Linked DNA regions of Capsicum annuum: region 1 is linked to region 2. Evidence: chromatin contacts called from public Hi-C data. All regions are on one chromosome and are shown on one strand. The core of a region is the stretch at or near the end of the contact, and the rest is flanking DNA. Distances in the headings are between cores, read along the strand shown.

Region 1 (3,978 bases), core at 1,182-3,681, 200 kb after region 2:
ATAAAGTATAATAGTATATCATACATTATATATACATGAAAGTTTAATATATAATTGTGTAATACACACTGCGTTTCAACAACTATTTACTATAATAGTTGCCAAATTGCATAGTATCTACACACCCACAACATATGTATAAGGAGTATGATTAAGGATAAGACACCCTCAACACCCACTTCTCATATAAGCATCAATTTTCGATTCATTCTTAGAAAACGCCTTCAACAACCACTTGCAGTCTATGTTACGACAAATCAGTACATAGCTGCATAATTTTTTTTACACTGAGTCAATGGATTAAACAAACATGTTAAAAATAATAAAATCAGAACAAAATACAATTTCTGTCATTGCGACAGTTTTCATTATATACATAGACGAATGTATAATCAAATATTATACATTCTAATGTTTACTGGAATGACACAGTTTCATTATACAATGATTTGAATGTATAACAACATATTATACATTCGTAAGTTTACTGGGATGGCACAGTTTCATTATACATCGGCTTTAATGTATGCTAACATATTATACTTAAAGGGAGCAAATTTAATATTGAAAATTCCCATAACCAACTCAAAAATATTTCACTATTTTTCCTAATTTTTGCAATCTTTAATAAGAAGCAAAGGAAATTCTCATAGAACAGTGTTAAAGACATAGCTAAACCAAAAAAAAATAAAAAAATAAAACAAAAAGTTATCAGCTAAAGAACATCACAGTGATCAAGCAATCAACAATTTTGCAATTCACATTCATATCATCCACAAAAAAAAAAAATCAAGAAATTACAATTATTAAGTCCAAAAAAAGGACTCTGAATCAACCGATTCTGATAATACCCATTTCAGTTGTAATATTTACAATAAATTGCCCATGATATATCAAAAGAATTTACAACTAAGCTCCTATCGGTGGGAGATAGATAAAAGAGAGTGCAAAAAATAAAATGAGAAAAAAAGAGAAAAAAAAAAGGGAAAGCAAGAAAAGTATCTGAAACTATGGGAGAAAATAGTGAGAGAGAAAGATAAAAATCAATTGGATGATTCTATTTTTTGGAAGATTTCAGATTTCAGATTTCAGAGGTCAAAAAAGTTAGTTAGCTAATTATTGTCGTTAATTAAGGAAAAGTAAAACAATTAATGATTTCAATCACCTTAAATTTAGGAATGGATGTTTCATCATACATTCGCCAATGTATAATAGTTAGGCGAATGTATGAGTATATTTGTCAAAATTCGGAAGAGAAAAAACAAGATGAGATTTTGTGTAATTACTTTCATTAACTAGGGGATTTATGTTGTTTACACATAAAGAAATCATTGTTTGTAGTGTTTAAAATTATAATATTATTGAGAGAAGAGTCTAATTTCTCTCATTTTGATTTTCAGAGTCTAAATTTCTCATTCCGTTATTATTGATTACCTCTATCCTTTAATTACATGTAATTCAATAATGAGTGTAGCATCTACTATTCTAAAATTGTAATGGTGTTTCAATTTTTATTAGTGTAGTGAAGAATTCAAATTTGTTATATTATCGCTTAACTCTTAGAAAAAAATTTACGCAAAAAATTTGAGAGAGATTATATGCGTATTAAAAAAAATGTTGAAATTGGTTCTTGCAGTATCAAATTTACTTAATTTGTATCTTTCATTATTTTTTGTCTTTCAACATCTTTATTATTAGCAAATTACACTTTTGTTCTTTGCCATTAATAAAGTTCTTGTGCGAAATGGATGGATGATACTTGTTCAAATTTATAGTGTAAAAAAGTTGTAAATGAGGATCGGAGAAGAAGGAAAAAAGGGAAGGAGATTATAAGATGAGAATTGAATTCTAGTAAAAAGTTTAGTTACCTACCTATGAGTTATTTATGATTTTTCAATGTTAATTTATCTTTCATATTTAATTACAATTTAAAATTAATCTAATGTAAACTTAATTAGGGATCAATGACTAAAGAAAACAAGAAAATAAGATCTCTTACAATCTTATATAATATGAATAGAAGAAAATAATATTTCCACTCTCATAAGTGTTAAAATCAAAATTTCTTACTTTCTCGCTTTCACTTGTCACAATTTGATTTGACATATCTATTAAAAAACAATTAATAACATGATTATTTTACCATAATATTTCTTTTAAATGATGTTTACATTGTGTATTAAATTTAATTTGAAAAAAATAATTAATACTAAGGATAAAATTAAAAAAAAGAAATTATATTTTCTTGATATGTCAGAAATGACAACTAAAAGTATAAATATTATTAGAAATTTTTTGATAAGTTAAAACGAACAAAGAAAGTATAAAAAAATTAAATTTTTTAAGAAGATTATAAAAGGTTAGAATATCATTTCTCCTACTAAAAACAAATTTTCCCCCCTAAAAAGAATCTAATATTAGACTAAAATCATATTATAAGGCAGAAGTGATAAAAAAATTTTCCCTAATAATATAAATGCAAATTCAACCTTTTTTTTATTCAAGAAATTTTTTGAGGAAAAATAAAAAAAAGGTTTAGAAGAGGTTAAGAAGAAGAAGTAAGAAGAGTGATTCAAACGCGTAAGACTCTGTTTGTTTGTTCTTATATTCTTCACAAATCTCCTTTCAGATCTCCTTCATTCTTAACGATCTAAACGCCACAACCAAACGATTCACACTAATTTTTTTACTGCACCGACAATGTTTTTTGTTCCCCTTCACCGATCCGTAAGTAAATTTTACTCATTTTCATTTGCATTTTTACGAATTTATATTTACATTATATGCTGTTTTGATTTAATTGCAGGATTTGTAACTTTTAAATTTTGTTAAATTTTGTGATTTTAGTTGTTCGGTGTTGAGGAAGATCTAGTTATTTAATGCTGAATTTTTTGTAATAAAAATTGATTTTTTTTAAACTACATTTGATTTTTTTTTTAAAAAATTTTGGTGATTGCTTATTAATATATAAATGTATAAGAAAGTATAATAGTCGTAGTTGTTCATTGTTGAGGAAGATGTAGTTATTTAATGCTGAATTTTAACTACAAAAAGTTGTGATTATCCTACTTTTAGGCAGTAGATAAATGTTTAAGAAATTAGTATAATATAATGTGGTGATTGAAATTGCAGTTGTTCATTGTTACGGAAGATTTAGTTAGAATTTAAGTTTTGTGCATCATCAGTGTATAAAATATTCTACAGTACAAGTTATACAATTTTTTACGTAAAAATTGAAAAAGAAAAAATTGGGTAATTTGTAATAGCAAGTCTAGTTTACCTGGTAGTATAGAATATTTTGTACACTGACGGTTCGCAAAACTTAAACTCATAAATGTATACGTTTTATTTCGAACAGTTTGAGGAGTTAATATCTGGATTCACACTGAAAATTTAGTGTGCTGTTTGCATTTTAAATTGTTCATTGTTAGGGAAGATTTAGTTATTGAATGCTGATTTTTTTGCAACTAATAATAGTGGTATTTTAACTGCAAAAAATTGTGATTATCCTTCTTTAATGTTTGTGTACAAATAAATGTATTAGAAGAAACTAATATTCAGATTCGTGCTGAAAATTGAATGTGTTGATTGAAATTTTAGTTGTTCATTGTTACGGAAGATCTAGTTAGTACAAAAGAATTGTGACTATCGTACTTTCAGGTAGTATATGAATGTGTACATTTTATTCCGAACAGATCAAGAGACCCATAACAAATTCACGCTGAAAATTGAATGCGCTGATTGACGTGTTGAGAACTCTTCGAGTTTTTCCTCAGCAAAAAGAATGTGATTATCCTATTTTAATGTGATATGAAAATGTATAGGATTTATTTTGAACAGAGTAACAAACCAATATCTGTAACCGCACTGAAAATTGAATGTGCTGATTAGATTTTCCGTTCTTTTGAGTATGATTTTGCTGCTACTTTTGATGGATGGACGTGTTGGAAACTCTTGTAAGTTTTAGCCTCAGGAGGT
Region 2 (4,041 bases), core at 87-2,586:
TTCCATTGAACTAAAAATTGTTTTTTCATATAACATTAGTGTCCAGGTCAGCTTGCGCAGCTCAACTAATGACGTAGGATACCTGCTACCTCCCACAAACAGATATCGAGAAGAATAACCAGTAAAATCTAACAGTTATAACCACTTTAAGTTCTAGCTTCCACCGAGCTAACAATTGCTTTTTCTAATAACATTAGTGTCCACGCAAGCTTGCGTGCAGCTCAACTAATGACACAGGAGCTAACAATTGCTTTTTCTAATAACATTAGTGTCCACGCAAGCTTGCGTGCAGCTCAACTAATGACACAGGATACCTGTTACCTCCCACAAGCATAGACACCGAAACAAATAATTGCTATTAAAGTTATCAAATCAAGAAACAAGAAACATGAAACCATGCCACAGTTAAAAACAAAATAATAAAAACAAATCTTACCACCAAAAGAACCTATCAATCTCACCATATCCCTACTCTTAGGCCATGGAACTGGAACTTTATACCCATCAGGCAATGGAATCAAACACCTTGGACTTGGTTTAGGACAATGCCTCTCTCTATGCTCCATATGCCTCCTCGATTTCAACGCCTTTATAGCTTCGTAATTATCAAGACAAGGTATATAATCAACTGCAACTACACCCTTACACAACTTCCAATAAAGATTCTCAACACCCAACTCATCATTCGACTTTGTCGTTGAATTAACACCTACGGGAACAAATGGGGTTGCAGAATCTTGGTGAGACATTTTCTCATCAAGATTCTCAACACCCACCTCGTCATTCTTCGTGCCATTCGATTCTAAATCATTTTTCTGAGGCATTTTCTCATCAAGATTCTCAACACCCACCTCATCATTCTTCGTGTTATTCGATTCTAAATCATTTTGCTGACGCATTTTCCCATCAAGATTCTCAACACCCACCTCATCATTCTTCTTATTGTTCGATATGTGATCATCATGAGATGTTGTAGAAACGTGCTGAGAAATGTCGGTGGTGGAAAAAACAGGGGATTTTTGTGAGTTGTTAATGAGGATGAATGTAACGAAGAGTAGTATAAGGAAGAAGGAGAATAAGAATGGGATTTTCAAGAGGTTCTTCATTGATGATGTTATAGCCATTCTTGTTTTCTTGTTTTTTTTTCTTCTTCTTTTGCAGTGAGATCTGAGGGATTTAGAGAAACAGAGAGGTGGCAAATGATTGTTCCAAGTCAAAAACAAAAAAAAAGAAAGAAAGATCAGAGTTATGTTCTTTGAAATGTAGTTAAGAGGGTGTGTGTGGGGTGGAATTATATGCGGACAAGAGAATCTAATGTGGTTTGGTATAACCATACAAAGATAGAGTGATAATTAATTTGGGATTAATTATAGGATTTAGTTTATTTTATTTTTGATTAGAATTATTAATTTGGAATTTTATTTGTGCAAATTATACACATATTCGTGATAGTAAATTTTATAATCTAGTGGTTCGACTATATAATCAAAATACACTAGAACTCTTTTATATATCGATCTCGTTTGCCGATATTTTTTTTTTTTTGTGTTTTTTGTATATGTTTTAGATAATCTAAGGTGGACGGTGGTCTTCTATTTTTTGTTTAAGAATAAACATAAATACTCAATCCAATAGTTTCATACTCTCAGTGTTTCAAAAAAGAATAATCTAATTTGACTTTGTATAAAGTTTAAGAAAATAAAGAAGACTTTTGAATCTTATAGTGTTAAATTAAAGATATGTGAAATGTATCAAAATACCTTTCAATCTTGTGGTCTTAAACATGTTATGTGGAAAATTGAAATAAAAAAGTTGCTAAAAAAAAGGATCATTCTTTTTAAATCGGACTAAAAAAAAAATAGGTCATTGTTTTTTAAACGGAGGAAGTATTAATCATTAGACTAATATGATATTTCATTGTAATAAGAAGGTAAAATGATCTTTTGGACCCTTATACTATGTTGGTTTTGTAAGTTGTATACTTTTACTTACATGTTTGTCATCTGGACCCCTAAACCCACTAAAAAGCTATATTTTAAATCCTTTGACCGTTGATTTTGCCTATATGGCATTAAAATGTTGACTAGGACGAGGAGAGTGATTACAATCGTCTGGGGTGCGAGTGGGGATTAATTTTTTTGCCAATTTTATATTAAAATAATTAAAAAAATAAAAAAGAATTAATTTTTTTTTCAATTTTTTAATTTAAAAATATTTTTAAAAATTTTAAAATAATAAATTTTAAAATAAAATATACCCCCCACCCCCTTCCCAGTCCAGCCACTCCCTCACCCCACCCCAGCCCCTCCACCCCACTCAACTTTTTTCAGCTTTTTAAATTTAAAAATAGTTTTAAAAATTTTAAAAATAATATTTTTTAAATATTCAATATTTTTTTAGCTTTTTAAATTTAAAAATATTTTAAAAACTAAAAAATATATTTTTTTAAAATAAAAAAAGACCCTCCCCTACCCCCACCCTCACCCTCCACCCAATCCATCACCCCACCCCCTCCCCTATCGTCCCCACCCCATCCATCACCCCACCCCCTCCCCCATCGTCCCCCACCCCATCCACCGGTCACCACCATCCCCACCCCATCCACCAGTCACCATCGTCCCCCACCCCATCCCTTAGTCACCACCGTTCTTCACCCCTTCCATCAGTCCACCATCATTTCCGTTCCTCATCTAGCACCTTCCCCATCCCCAACCCTTTTCTCATCTTTCACCCTTTCCTCATTCCTCCACCCCGTCTTTCACCCTCCCCCAAGTAACACAATCACCATCACACCAACATTTCGTTACTCCCCCACCCTACTCCAGCCATCAACATTACAAAATCCCATCAAGAACCCCAGCATTATAAAACCCCATTATAACATTTCATTACAAAAATTTTTCTCCTCTAAGTTCATTAGCAGCTTTGGTCTATTTTTGTGTTAAATTTCAGTTTTTGGGTAAGATTTGATCAAGACATCATGGAATTAATTCAAATCAAACACCATGAAATTAATTCAAAAAAAAAAAATTAAATTTCAATTGCATTTCAATTTTACCATGGAATCACCTGCTAACCAAAAAATTTAAAATTTCACATCAAATAACTAAACACAATCAATGGATCTTGAATTCATATGACCTTTTTTTTTTTTAATAAAATCTAACAATTTTAACTGCTTTTTTTGATTCATTGGAAGTAAAATATATTAATTGGAGTTTACAAAGAAAAGAAGAAGGAGAAGAGAGAGAGTAGAAGAAGAAGCAAAAGAAAGAGAGAGAGGGGGAGAATAAGAATCGGGGAAAGAGAAAGAAAAGGGGGAAGAGAGGGAAAAAAGGAAAAGGGGGGAGGGGGGGATGGATTGTTTTTTTTTTTTTTTTTTAATTTTTTTATTTATTTTAAATATTTAATATTTTTTATATTTAAAAATTGACGTGGAAGCGGACGTGGCGAGAGTGTGTTACACTCACCGAAAAAGTATTTAAAATGTTGCTTTTTAGTAGATTCAGGGGTTCTGATGACAAACATGTAAGTAGAAGTGTCCAACTTACAAAATCGACATAGTACAGGGGTCCAGAAATGTTATTTTGCCTAATAAGAAAGATTGTAAATTTATATTATTAACTGGTAGCAGATGAAATTTACCACAATCTTTTTAAATAAAAGTATAACAATCTTTTGACCGTCTTACCATTTGAAATAATGAAATTAATGCAAGTTCATCATAAGATTTTATCAAATATGATCCTTGCATACTTTCATTTTCACTACAAATCACCTTTTACAAAGCTTTTTAATTCTAATAACTTATTTTAATAAGTTAATTCAATGATATTTAGATATATTATATATATCTTTATCACAATCAAAAGTATTATTCTTTTTTAAAACTTCATGTGTTGTTAAATTAAAAAAAAATGATGGGGTAACATGATATCTAAGCAATAGAAACAGAAAATGATAAAGAAATTTAATATTATTGCTTAATAGAACTTATTTCAAATATAATTATAACAACCTTTCAATCTCCTTACAAATATC

What was found. Hi-C and Micro-C count contacts between places; a contact is called where the count stands out from the background.
Region 1: a Hi-C map of leaf shows a contact between it and region 2, with 4 times the contacts expected there. The contact joins the promoter of LOC107871119 here to the promoter of LOC107871118 in region 2. A contact is called at or near these places in 5 of 5 Hi-C or Micro-C datasets (bud, leaf, pericarp and 1 more).

What each region holds. Positions count from the first base shown.
Region 1 is chr5:204,211,058-204,215,035 of UCD10Xv1.1, forward strand. LOC107871119 (probable apyrase 7) reads left to right here and starts at 2,432. Exons shown (of 4, transcript XR_007055519.1): 1 at 2,432-2,580.
Region 2 is chr5:204,011,559-204,015,599 of UCD10Xv1.1, forward strand. It overlaps LOC107871118 (probable methyltransferase PMT23), which reads right to left and starts at 1,337. Exons shown (of 8, transcript XM_016717919.2): 1 at 462-1,337. The coding sequence starts at 1,334.